2 separate regions of the Mus musculus genome follow, and region 1 is linked to region 2. Evidence: chromatin contacts called from public HiChIP or PLAC-seq data. All regions are on one chromosome and are shown on one strand. Each heading gives the region's core, a stretch centred on a gene start, on an enhancer-like site or on the middle of the called end of the contact. The rest is flanking DNA. Distances are from core to core; before and after follow the strand shown.

The links. HiChIP or PLAC-seq counts read pairs in DNA pulled down with a chosen protein or histone mark.
Region 1: a contact with region 2 is called in an HNF4G HiChIP or PLAC-seq map of pancreatic cancer cells. The contact joins the enhancer-like site here to the promoter of Ly6a in region 2. A contact is called at or near these places in 15 of 484 Hi-C or Micro-C datasets (the C2C12 cell line, Sertoli cells, cardiomyocytes and 8 more) and 1 of 115 datasets of contacts at active chromatin or transcription factors (pancreatic cancer cells).

The regions. Positions count from the first base shown.
Region 1 is chr15:75,344,981-75,350,344 of GRCm38.p6, forward strand. Gm28114 (a long non-coding RNA gene) reads right to left here. Exons shown (of 3, transcript XR_875430.3): 3 at 3,637-4,245. Among named protein-coding and RNA genes, the nearest start is that of Gm28114, 45 kb to the right of the region's middle. Within about 2 kb of position 2,646, at least 8 of the 459 cell types and tissues checked have an H3K27ac peak or open chromatin away from gene starts, as enhancers often do. A contact at or near this core is called in the C2C12 cell line and pancreatic cancer cells, where this site is marked.
Region 2 is chr15:74,994,556-74,999,907 of GRCm38.p6, forward strand. Ly6a (lymphocyte antigen 6 complex, locus A) reads right to left here and starts at 3,476. Exons shown (of 4, transcript NM_001271419.1): 1 at 3,324-3,476; 2 at 2,980-3,062; 3 at 1,897-2,013; 4 at 322-924. The coding sequence starts at 3,049. The coding sequence ends at 707. All of the region lies in intron 1 of Gm28068 (a long non-coding RNA gene), which reads left to right.

The DNA of each region.
Region 1 (5,364 bases), core at 1,396-3,895, 350 kb after region 2:
AAGACTTTGAATTTTAAAAGAAATTGAATATTTTAAAGGAATTGAAATTTTAATATATAAAGACTGTGGGAATTTTAAAGCTATTTAGATCTTGGGGGTGAATAAAAAAGTAAGGGTTAAGGATTAATAGTGATGTGTTTGTTTGTCGAGTTGACAAGGGGTCAATTGTCCTGGCTGGTTTTGTGTGTCAACTTCATCCAACTTGAGTTATTACAGAGAAAGGAGCCTCCTTTGAGAAAATGCCTCCATGGGATCCAGATCTATGGCATTTTTTTTCAATTAGTAATCAAGGGTGGGAGGGCCCATTGTGGGTGGTGCCATCCCTGGGCTGGTAGTCCTGGGTTCTATAAGAAAGCAAGCTGAGTAAGTCATGGGAAGCAAGCCAGTAAAGAGTACCCTCAACAACCTCTGCATCAGCTCCTACCTCCAAGTTCCCGCTTTGTGCAAGTTTCTATCCTGAGTTCCTTTTGGTGATGAACAGCAACATGGAAGTGTACGCTGAATAAACCCTCTATTCTCCATCTTGCTTCTTGGTCATGATGTTTGTGCAGGAATAAAAACCCTAAGAGGGGCTGGTGAGATGGCTCAGTGAGTAAGAGCACTGATTTGTTCTTCAGAAGGTCACGAGTTCAAATCCCAGCAACCACATGGTGGCTCACAACCACCCGTAGTCTGAAGACAGCTACAGTGTACATATTTATAATGATAAGTAAATCTTTGGGCTGGAGCAAGGAGGGACTGAGCTAGTGGTCGACCAGAGCAAGCACGGTTGACCAGAGCGAGTCTTGGTCCTAAATTCAATACCTAACAACCACATGAAGGCTCATAACTGTCTATACAGATACAGTGTACTGATATACATAAAATAAATAAATTTTAAAAAAAACCTATGAGAAGGCCCATCCTCAAATTCCTTTCTGCATCAAGACCAAGGATCTGGCTGTATACCAGGGGAAGTTCCTAGAAAACTAAAGTGGGCATGGGATCTTGGGCTGCTACTGGCACTGAAAAGATGGCCTTGAAGAATTGGACAACACTCAGCTAGACTCCACTTTGGCCAGGAATGATTTACTATGTCTTAACTTTAACCTCTGTCACGGTTTGTATATTCTTGGACCAGGGAGTGGCACCATTTGGAGGTGTGGCCTTGTTGGAATAGGTGTGACCTGGTTGGAGTAGGTGTGTCACTGTTCGTGTGGGCTTAAGACCCTCAACCTAGTTGCCTGGGAGTCAGTCTTCCACTAGCAGCTTTAGGATGGAGATGTAGAACTTTCAGCTCTGCTTATGCCTGGCCTGCCTGGATGCTGCCATGCTCCCACCTTGATGATAATGGACTGAACCTCTGAACCTGTAAGCCAGTCCCTATGAAATGTTGTTTTATAAGACTTGCCTTGATCATGGTGTCTATTCACAGCGGTAAAACACTAAGACAACCTCTAACCTCTAACATCAGCCCTAATTCTTCCTCTCATTGGTACTCAAGATAACATTGTGATTACATCTTACTTATTAAATCTCCATTCACTCTCTCTCTCTCTCTCTCTCTCTCTCTCTGTGTGTGTGTGTGTGTGTGTGTGTGTGTGTGTAGATGTTAGAATAGGTACGGGAAAATAATAAAGATGAAGTATGAAGCAAACTCTGATGAGCCTTAGCCCTTACAAGTGTTGGGCTAATACTTCTAGAGTCTGACCCAGATCATTTTCTTTTAATCATAAAATAAATTAATTCATTTATTGTTAATAAACAAGTGAATTATGCAAAGCACACGTCAGGTTAAGTATTCTCAGATAACCATCCACTCAGACCCATGAGTATTGCAAAGCTGAAGACATGTTTACATTGAAGATATCTACATATAGCTTCATCCATAAGATGGGTTCCTGTTGACTTAGAAACAATGCACAAGATAAAGGTCTAGGAAGAACAACCAGACTGAAGTAAACTTCATGCCTGTGGGTATCAGGGGTGCCTTGGTCCAAAGATTAGATTGTCACTTAGGCTGTTGATATTTATCACAAGAATGAATTTTATAACCTAGAAGCAATGGTCAAGGTTTTAAAGGAAACTGGACTGGGATAAGAAAACATAAATTCTTAAAGATGCAGGCCAGGCCTGGCTCATAAGACAGCAAAAGATTACCAGATTGTGATCTACATGAACAATTTCCAGCCCTGGCATTCCAGGAGAGGTAAACTGTGTGGTTTCTCCAGTGCTTATCCATGTACACAAGTCACCATTTGCCCTCTACCTGTGTATTACTTAAGTCAGCTATGGCCAATATACAGGTGTGTGTGTGTACACCAAAGCAGGAATTCAGAGACACATAGGCAACTCTTCTCCTTGAGGAGTTCTGATGATTTCCCTTTAATTGTTCATGTTTTAATTGCATCTACCCCACTCACATGCATCACAGGTACTCAAGTCCACACTTTAAAAAACTTTTTATTGATTCCTGTGAACTTCCCATCATGCACTTCAATTCCACTCATCTCCCCATCCCTCCATAGCCATACTCCACACTTGCAACTTCCCCCTGAAAACATAAAAATAAAATAAAATAAAAAATAAGGGACAATAGCTGTGATGTGGCACAGTGTGCCACACAGTATACCCTTTTGTTGAAACAACATTACTCACAGATGATAATTACAATGAGTCATTGCTCCGGTTGGAGGCCTCTGGCTTTTGCCACACTATCAATACTGGGTTTGTCCCAAAATTCCACTCTAATATTGTTGCCCTGTGTGATGGTGATCCTGTAGCTTTGGATCTGTAGAACCAGCACCTTCATGTGTACCAGCAGTTCATAGATAGAGTAGGTGTTGGGGTTGGCCAACGCTAAGCCCTGGCTGTGGCCTGGGGTGGTAACTGAGTTGGTCATCCCAAGTGTTCTCCTGCACTCAGAGTACAAAGACCGGCTCTCCTGCTTAACCCAGATGGGGGTTAGGGGCAGCACTCCTGCCTGTGACAGGTGTCAAGTGTCAGGAGAAGCTCTCCTGTGCTCACACCATCAGAGCCAGCTCTCCTGCACAGCCTGAGGGCCTCAGCCAGTGAGGCTATGGGAAGTCTGCCCTTTTAAAACATACAGGGAATGGCCAGGGGGTAGTGAGTACATACCTGCAAAGCCAGCACTTGGAAGCAGAGGCCAGAAGAGACTGCAACAGAATCAAGGCTGAATATCAAAGAAATCTTCTGAATTCCTACCCATGACTCCAGTTTTTGGCCAAATGATGGATCCCTGTTTGTTAATGTGTCAAGTCAACCCTTACCATTAGGGGCATCCAATATAAACCAGGACTCCAGGAGAGGCAGGTTGAGACTTTGTTTCCTCTGAGCCATGCCATGAGCATCTGCAGGAAATGGCTTCAAAGTCTAGACAAAAAGTCTCTGACAGGGCAGCTCCAACCCACCATTGAGGGCTCATCTCCTGTGCTTCCCCACCACAAGCAAGTGCTCTTTGGACATGGGGGAACCCTCTCTATTCTCCCAGCATCAGCTCATCCAAACCATGTTGTTCCCTACCCTGAGCTGGCTAACATTATCTAGATAGTGTGGTGAGCTGAATTGGCAGAGATGTGAACTGGCAGGCAGGACGCAGTAGATTCATATTAGCAAGAGAAAAATGGAGATCTTTGCTGGGAGAACAACAGTTTATTGGACTCAGAAGGGGGACATCGGGCTACACATGTGGGAAGCCTGCTGGACCCAGACATTTCTGCATAGATGGTGATGAAATAATACCTTGGATTTCTGATGCTTCCCTGTGCTGGCTAAATGCCTCCAGGGAAAAAGCAGCAAGCACAACAAAACAACGTTCCAGGAAGTACAGATCTGAAAGCCATAGAGAGGAGTGGAGCACCTACTCAACAGGGGCTATAAAGTTGAAACAAGGTTTTCCACACACTACCCTACCTCAGAGCTTCTATAACTGACAAATTATCACTAGATGGCTCCAGTAAGCAGTGGCTGCAAATGAGTATTAAAGAGAAAGGGTTTAGGTTTGGGGTTATTGAAAGGACCACCACAGCATGGTCTGCTGGAGAACTGAGCCCATGCTGGATGGAAGCACCCCTGCCATTGTTTAGGTGCTGCCTAAAGTGAGAATTACTACTCAATTGCAGAGGTCTTCTTGGCAACAGATAGTCTTCCAGATGACAAAAGTATCCTGGGTGATGATGCTATTTTCAAAATCAGGAGGGCAGAAGGGAAGGCACTGACTGAACTTTACTGGAAATTTGAGACCGCCTGAAAGAAATTAAGGAGTGACACTTACTTTTCATGCAGGAACAACATAGCTTCCCCAAATCTGGGCCACATGCCACCAGGCCTGGATTGCCCAGACTTGTCTCTAAGGCATGTTGAAGGTAGACATGCTAGCTCAGATTTGTAATCTCAGAACTTGGAAGACTGAGGCAGGAGGATTTTTATGAGTTCAATCCCAAACTGGGGTACATGGGGGCTTCTAAGCTATCTTGGGGCTAGACTGAGACCCTGTCTCAAATGACAAATAAATCAAATATCAAGACCATGGGCTAGTATGGAGGAGTGGTGGATAAAGTGCTTGTGTGCACAAGCATGAGCCCCCAGGTCCCAACACTAAAGTACATCAAAAGATGTTCTGGAATGGTGTCCTACTTGTATCTCTGTGCTCAGGACACAAAGATGGAGATCCCCAAAGCAAGTTCACTGGCTAAACCTGCTCAACTTGGAAGCTTGTGGTTCAGTGTGAGACACTTCCCCAGGAAATAAATAGTTGTCACAGAAGATTCCCATCAACTTCTGGGTCTCATACACTTGTACCTTCCAAGAGCATGACATTCACACATATGTACATATGTGCTCTTACAGGCAATGTGCTGAGGAAGCATCTCAGTCAGTGAAGTGCTGGCCACATGGAATCAAGAGGACCCAAGTTCATTCACCAGCAAACATAAAGATCCAGCCAAACATGGGAGTGCTGGTTAGGATCTCTATGCTGGGGGAGTTCAGGGGCATCAGGCAGTGGGATATAAGGAGATCGTGAGTACTGGATATGATCTCTATAACGGGGAGGGGGATCAGGAGGTCCTAGGAACTCTCTGCTACCTGCCTCAACTCCATCCCCAGCATACTTGGCAAATCCTAGGTCTCAGTGAAAGATCTTGTCTCAAAAAACAAGGTGGTTGGGATAGGAGACGTAGGTCAGCAGTTACCAGCACTTGTTCTTCTTACAGAAGCCCAGGATTTGGTTTCCAGACACACATGGTGGTTTACAACTATGTGAAATTGCAGTTCCAGGGGATCCAAAACTTATTTCCATAAAAAAGTAGACTCTGCCTAAGGAATTTGTGTTAAGATTGTCCTCTGAGATTTACATGAATTACA
Region 2 (5,352 bases), core at 2,226-4,725:
GGGAGAGTAAGGAAAGTAAAAGCTTAAGAGACAAGGAGGGGCCAAGCAGCCCCTTTTATAGTGGGCTGTTATCTTGTTGTTGCTAGGTAACTGGGGAGGAGTCTAGCCTGAAGGCAAGCAGCTTGGGACATTATGTGGGGTTCTACTTCTCAACTCAACTGGAGACCAGACCGTCTGTGCATAGTCCATTGACCCACAGTCCACCACTCTGAGCTGGCTAACATGGGAGAGGTAATGTGGGTGGCTGAAAGGGCAGAGATGTGAACTGGCAGGCAGGACTTGGCAGACTCAGTGTAGCAAAAGAAAAATGGAGAACTTGGCTGGGAGAACAAAGGGTTTATTGGACTCAACAGGGGGACATTCAGGATACATGTGGGAACATTGCAGGACCCCAGATACTTATGTGTGGATGGTGATAGCATAATACCTTGGAATTCTGCCTCTTCACTGTGCTGGCTGTGTGCCTCCAGGGTCATGAGCAGCAATCCACAACAAAATGACATTCTAGGAAGTACAGACTTGAAAGCCCTAGAGAGGATTAGAGCACCTACCTACCCAGCAGGGGCTATAAAGGCAAAACATGGTATTTCACACACTACTCCCACCTTGGAGCTTCTATAACTCATAATTCATCACTAGAGGGCTCCAGGAAGAATTGTTGCACATGAGGATAAAAGGACAAGGGTGGAGGTCATTGGGAGGACCATCAGAGCAAGGTCTGCAGGAGGACTGAGCTCAGGCTGAACAGAAGCACCCCTGCCATGGTCCAGGTGCTGCCTCCATTGGGAACTGCTACATTGCAGAGGTCTTCCTGGCAACAGGAAGTCTTCACGTTGACCTTAGTACCCAGGATCTCCATACTTTCAATATTAGGAGGGCAGATGGGTAAGCAAAGATTGTTCTTTACTTTCCTTGTTTGAGAATCTGCAAGAAATCAGGGAGTGACTCACTTCTTATGCAGGGACAACAGAGCTTCCCAAACTCTGGCCCACCCAGCATAGTTGGCAAATCCTAGGTCCTGGTGAAAGATCTTGTCTCAGTAAACGAGTTGGAGACATGACTCAGCAGTTAACAGTACTTGTTGCTCTTACAGAAGCCCAGGGTTTGGTTCTGAGACACACAACCATTCCTAATTCCAGTTTCTGGAGATCCAAGGCTCATTTGCATAAAACAGCAAGCAATGCCTGAGGATCAGTAGTTAAGGATGTCCTCTGACCTTTGTATACATTACATCACATATGTTCATACATGTGTACCCACATTTATGGACACACACACATGCACACACCACAAAGACACAGCCCAGTGTAAGATCGCCCAGTGGCACAGCAGAAAGGGCAACCAGCATCTCAGACTCTTTCAGTTCTCCAGGCAATTATTTCCTAGGAGACAGGACACAGGCAGGATATGCTCAGGGAAGGGAAACTGGATAGCAGGGTGGGGCTGCTCCTGCCTTGTATATCTGAGGATATGCCTAGAAACCAAAGAAACTTTGGAGGATCTGATATGTACTAATATCTCTTTTTATCAACATTCCTAAGTCATTCCAGATTCCTTCATTATATGCAAAGACTCACTAGATGCTTCCAGCTCTCCTAGTCTGTCAGTGAGCCAGTGAGACCATAGACCTAAAGTATAGGCAGGATCATCACGTGACTACACTGGCAACAAAATGGGATGATAAACACTGTGAATGCCAATGGGCAGCCCTGCTTGATGATCACATCCCAGCACATCCCTGGACCCCAACAGCCCCCACTTTGCAAGAGTTCTCCTCCAACACAAGGAAAGCTCTACTTGGGGGGAGGGGAACCATGGTCCACAACAAGTGCCCAGACTCGACATTTTCTCCAAAGCCACCCTCAGCCATCTTTATATAGGCCACAAAGAACTTACCCACAATAACTGCTGCCTCCTGAGTAACACAGACTCCATCAGGGTAGGGGCAGGTAATTGATGGGCAAGAAGTCTCAAATGGGACTCCATAGCACTGGTAACACTCCAGTCCCTGAGCTGAGAGACAAGCCAATACATGAGGGCTAGTACATGCAATTCCTAGCCCAGACCCCTCCTCTCCAATGTCTTTACTTGCACACAGCTGCTGGCTGCTAGGTCAGAGCAAGGACATTACTGTTCAGTCAAGAGTGAACCAAGAACCACTGTTGTTTAAAGATGCCTGGTACTGCTGTCTCAGCTACACAGCCCCACAGGAGACATGTGCACCCCAAGAGATATTAAAGAGACAGCCACCATATTGGGAAGATATAGATACCAAATGTCCGCTGAAGCAGTGAGTGGGTGTGTAAGTAGATGCTGGGGCCACCAAATAGAGAGGGCTCTTCTGACCTGTCCTACCCTACACCTGCAGAGCTGGCCCCTGGGTATTGGAGCATGACAAAGCACAGAACTTCCCAGAGTCAGCTTAAAGCTGAGGCTCACCATGAGGCTTCCTGCAATACACATGTAACTACAAGTATAGGCGTATCTTAGAGCTCAGAATTTCTTAGAGTACAGAAGGCATAGCATTTGGGTCTCATGTGGCATGGGCTGGGACATAAGGAAAAGTCAAAGTCCAGGCAATAAGGATTCCAAATCCATTGACTTGGCATCTGGGGAGAAAAAGAAGGCTCTTCCAGTTTGTGTGCACACAGGCCAGTGTCCTGATTGGGAGGCCAGTGCAGAAGGGTAGAGTCTAAGGACAGGCTGCTCTGGTGGCCAGGTTCTGTGGCAGAGATACTGAGCTCCACGTGTCCTTTTGGTATGTGGTGATGGTTGCAAGGCAGGTTCTGACAGGTTTACAGACCCAGTAAAGCACCCCACCACAGAAGGCTTCACCCACCACAAGCCCATTCCCAATCCCATGACCCCAGCACATCTCGGGTACTGGGCACACAATGGAAGTGTAGGTGTACCCACAACCCTGAGGCCCTTTTCCATCTCCATTGTATCCTTCTGCCCCTCTCTCATTTTCTACCTCACCTCTTTCTGCACACAGTAGGGCCACAAGAAGAATCAGCAAACAGGACTTTGTAGTGTGAGAAGTGTCCATCCTCAGAGAAGGGCTGCACAGATAAAACCTTGGAAGTTGGAGCCAATTAATAGACCCCCAATCACATCCCTGGGCTCTCACAGAGCTCAGGCATCCGATCTTCCCTCCCTCCAACCCTCCACACAGCTTTCCCTGAGGAATACATGTCTGCCTACTTCTCTCACCCACCACCCACCCAGCTCTTCCTTCCTAATCCCACACTCCCAACCCCAGCCCTATCCTGAGGGCTCTTCCCTTTGTCACCTAGCAGCTCCCTCCTCACACCAGTCCTTACTTCCTCTCAGACAAGGTTGCAGGCACAGTGGCAAGTTCTGTCAGATGTGGACTGAAGTACTTTAATTTCCTTCAGCTCCTCCCAGCTGGCATCCTGAAGAGGGAGGGGTTTCAGTACTTAACCTTTTCCAGGCCATCATGTTTATTGGTTAAGAGGTAGCAAGATTTGTTTGTGACCTGATCAAGCCAGATTTATAGCAGTTGGGGAGGAACCATGGTGCAGGAGAACTGAGAGGGCCGAGGGCCAGAGGCCACAGTTGACTTGTGCTTGCCAATTAGAAAGCAAGGGAAGAAGTCAAGTTGCTCAGCCCTTTACTAGTTTTTGTTTTGTTTAGCTTCGTGTTTTTTGTTTGTTTATTTTGGGTTTTTTTTTGACTTTTTTTTTTTTTTTTGAGACAAAGTTTCTCTGTGTAGCTTTGGCTGTCCTAGGACTTGCTCAGTAGAACAGGCTGGCTCCAACACACAGCTATCAAAGGGGTGCACAACAGCCGCTGATACTTCTGCCTCCACTACCTGGCTTTTTTCTGTGTCTAAATAGAAGGTATGGTTTGCAGTGGCTCAGAGCCAATGGCCCTCCTTCCTATAAGCAGGAAAACAATTTACAAATACTTAAAGACTGGCTCTGGTGAGCAAGCCCCCAGTAGGCTCTTGCATCCACAAAGTGAGAGTCCTGAGGCAAGAACTAACTGGCAACTGGGATGGAAGTTACCAAGCAGTGTCTGATGTGTTTGGGGATGTATGGGGCTGTGTGTGCTGGACAGAGGTAGAGACCTGAGCTGGAAATCATCCTGAGATGATACCACAGCAAATGAACAGCTGTGCTCACAGGACAACTGAGTCCCAAAATGGACCACAGCATCAGTGAAGCTGAGCGCACCCCACTTAAGCAGGGAAGGCTGCTTACACTCCATGGCCTCTGCCCGAGCACCACTAAAAACCCCTTCCTTCTTACCCTATAATATATCATATAAGCAAACAGTTTGCCTCCAACACCGCATAACCCAGCACAGTGGTAAGAGGAAGAGAGCAAGCAAGAAATGTTGTCTCTCTAATTCTGTCACATGCTGTGCTCGGTATTGGCTCATGCATGAAGAAGTGTATGTGAAAGAAAGAGCAGGAGACAGCAAGCCTCTGCAAACAAAGAAAAAGCGGCAAGGAAAGATCCAAGTGATAAACCCTGCCAATGTCACCACCCAATGAGGTTATGAGGCTTTTTTTCCCCCAGAGGATGGGTGAGGTCACTTACAGGAATATGCATAAATTCTGAGCAGCTTAGTCACCACCAAATCTCACCCCATCATAAAAGCAGTACACGGAGTCCCTCTTTCAGTAAATCCTCTGTATCCTCTATATTCTAGTATCTTCTGAGACCACTTGTGCTTGGCGGAGAACAGGAGGGAGTCATGGCTGGAACCCCAGGTGACAGTCCTCCCTTCTGAGTATAGAGAGTTCTGCCCATTATCACAGACCTATTGCTGTTTTGCTCTTCTGACTCTATTTATTGCCAGGGCTCCTGGGCCAACATTATCCCTACTCCAGGATGACAACGGGGCCATCACCTTCTCTTTGGAGGGAAAGGCCATATAACCACAGTGCCGTGCACTGTTTCTCTAAAAGTCTTAAACTAGGAATTCTCATGAGTCCTCCAGTTTCCACCCAGCCCCATTGTTGGGGAGCTAGCTTCCCTTAGTGGTGGACTCCTGCCCATTCTACTGACAGACCACTCACATTAACTCTTCTGGGAGAGGGCTACAGTGTACTTGAGTAATCTTAGAGTTAGAGGTACCAGATGTTGCCAGGCTTGTGCTAGAGAAGCCAGGCCCTCTGCAGAGAAGTCTTCATGCAAGACAAAAACACACCCAGCCCTCTCTCCTGCCTTCCAGTTCACCTTGAAGCCTGACTATTCTCACACTCAATAGGTCAAACCTTAGCCAAGCCCATGCCCCTATTCAGAGAATGAATGACCTGTGTTAACTAGCCAGGGTCACATATTTTTTCCTCACTACCAAGAGTCATAAAGCACAGGTTTC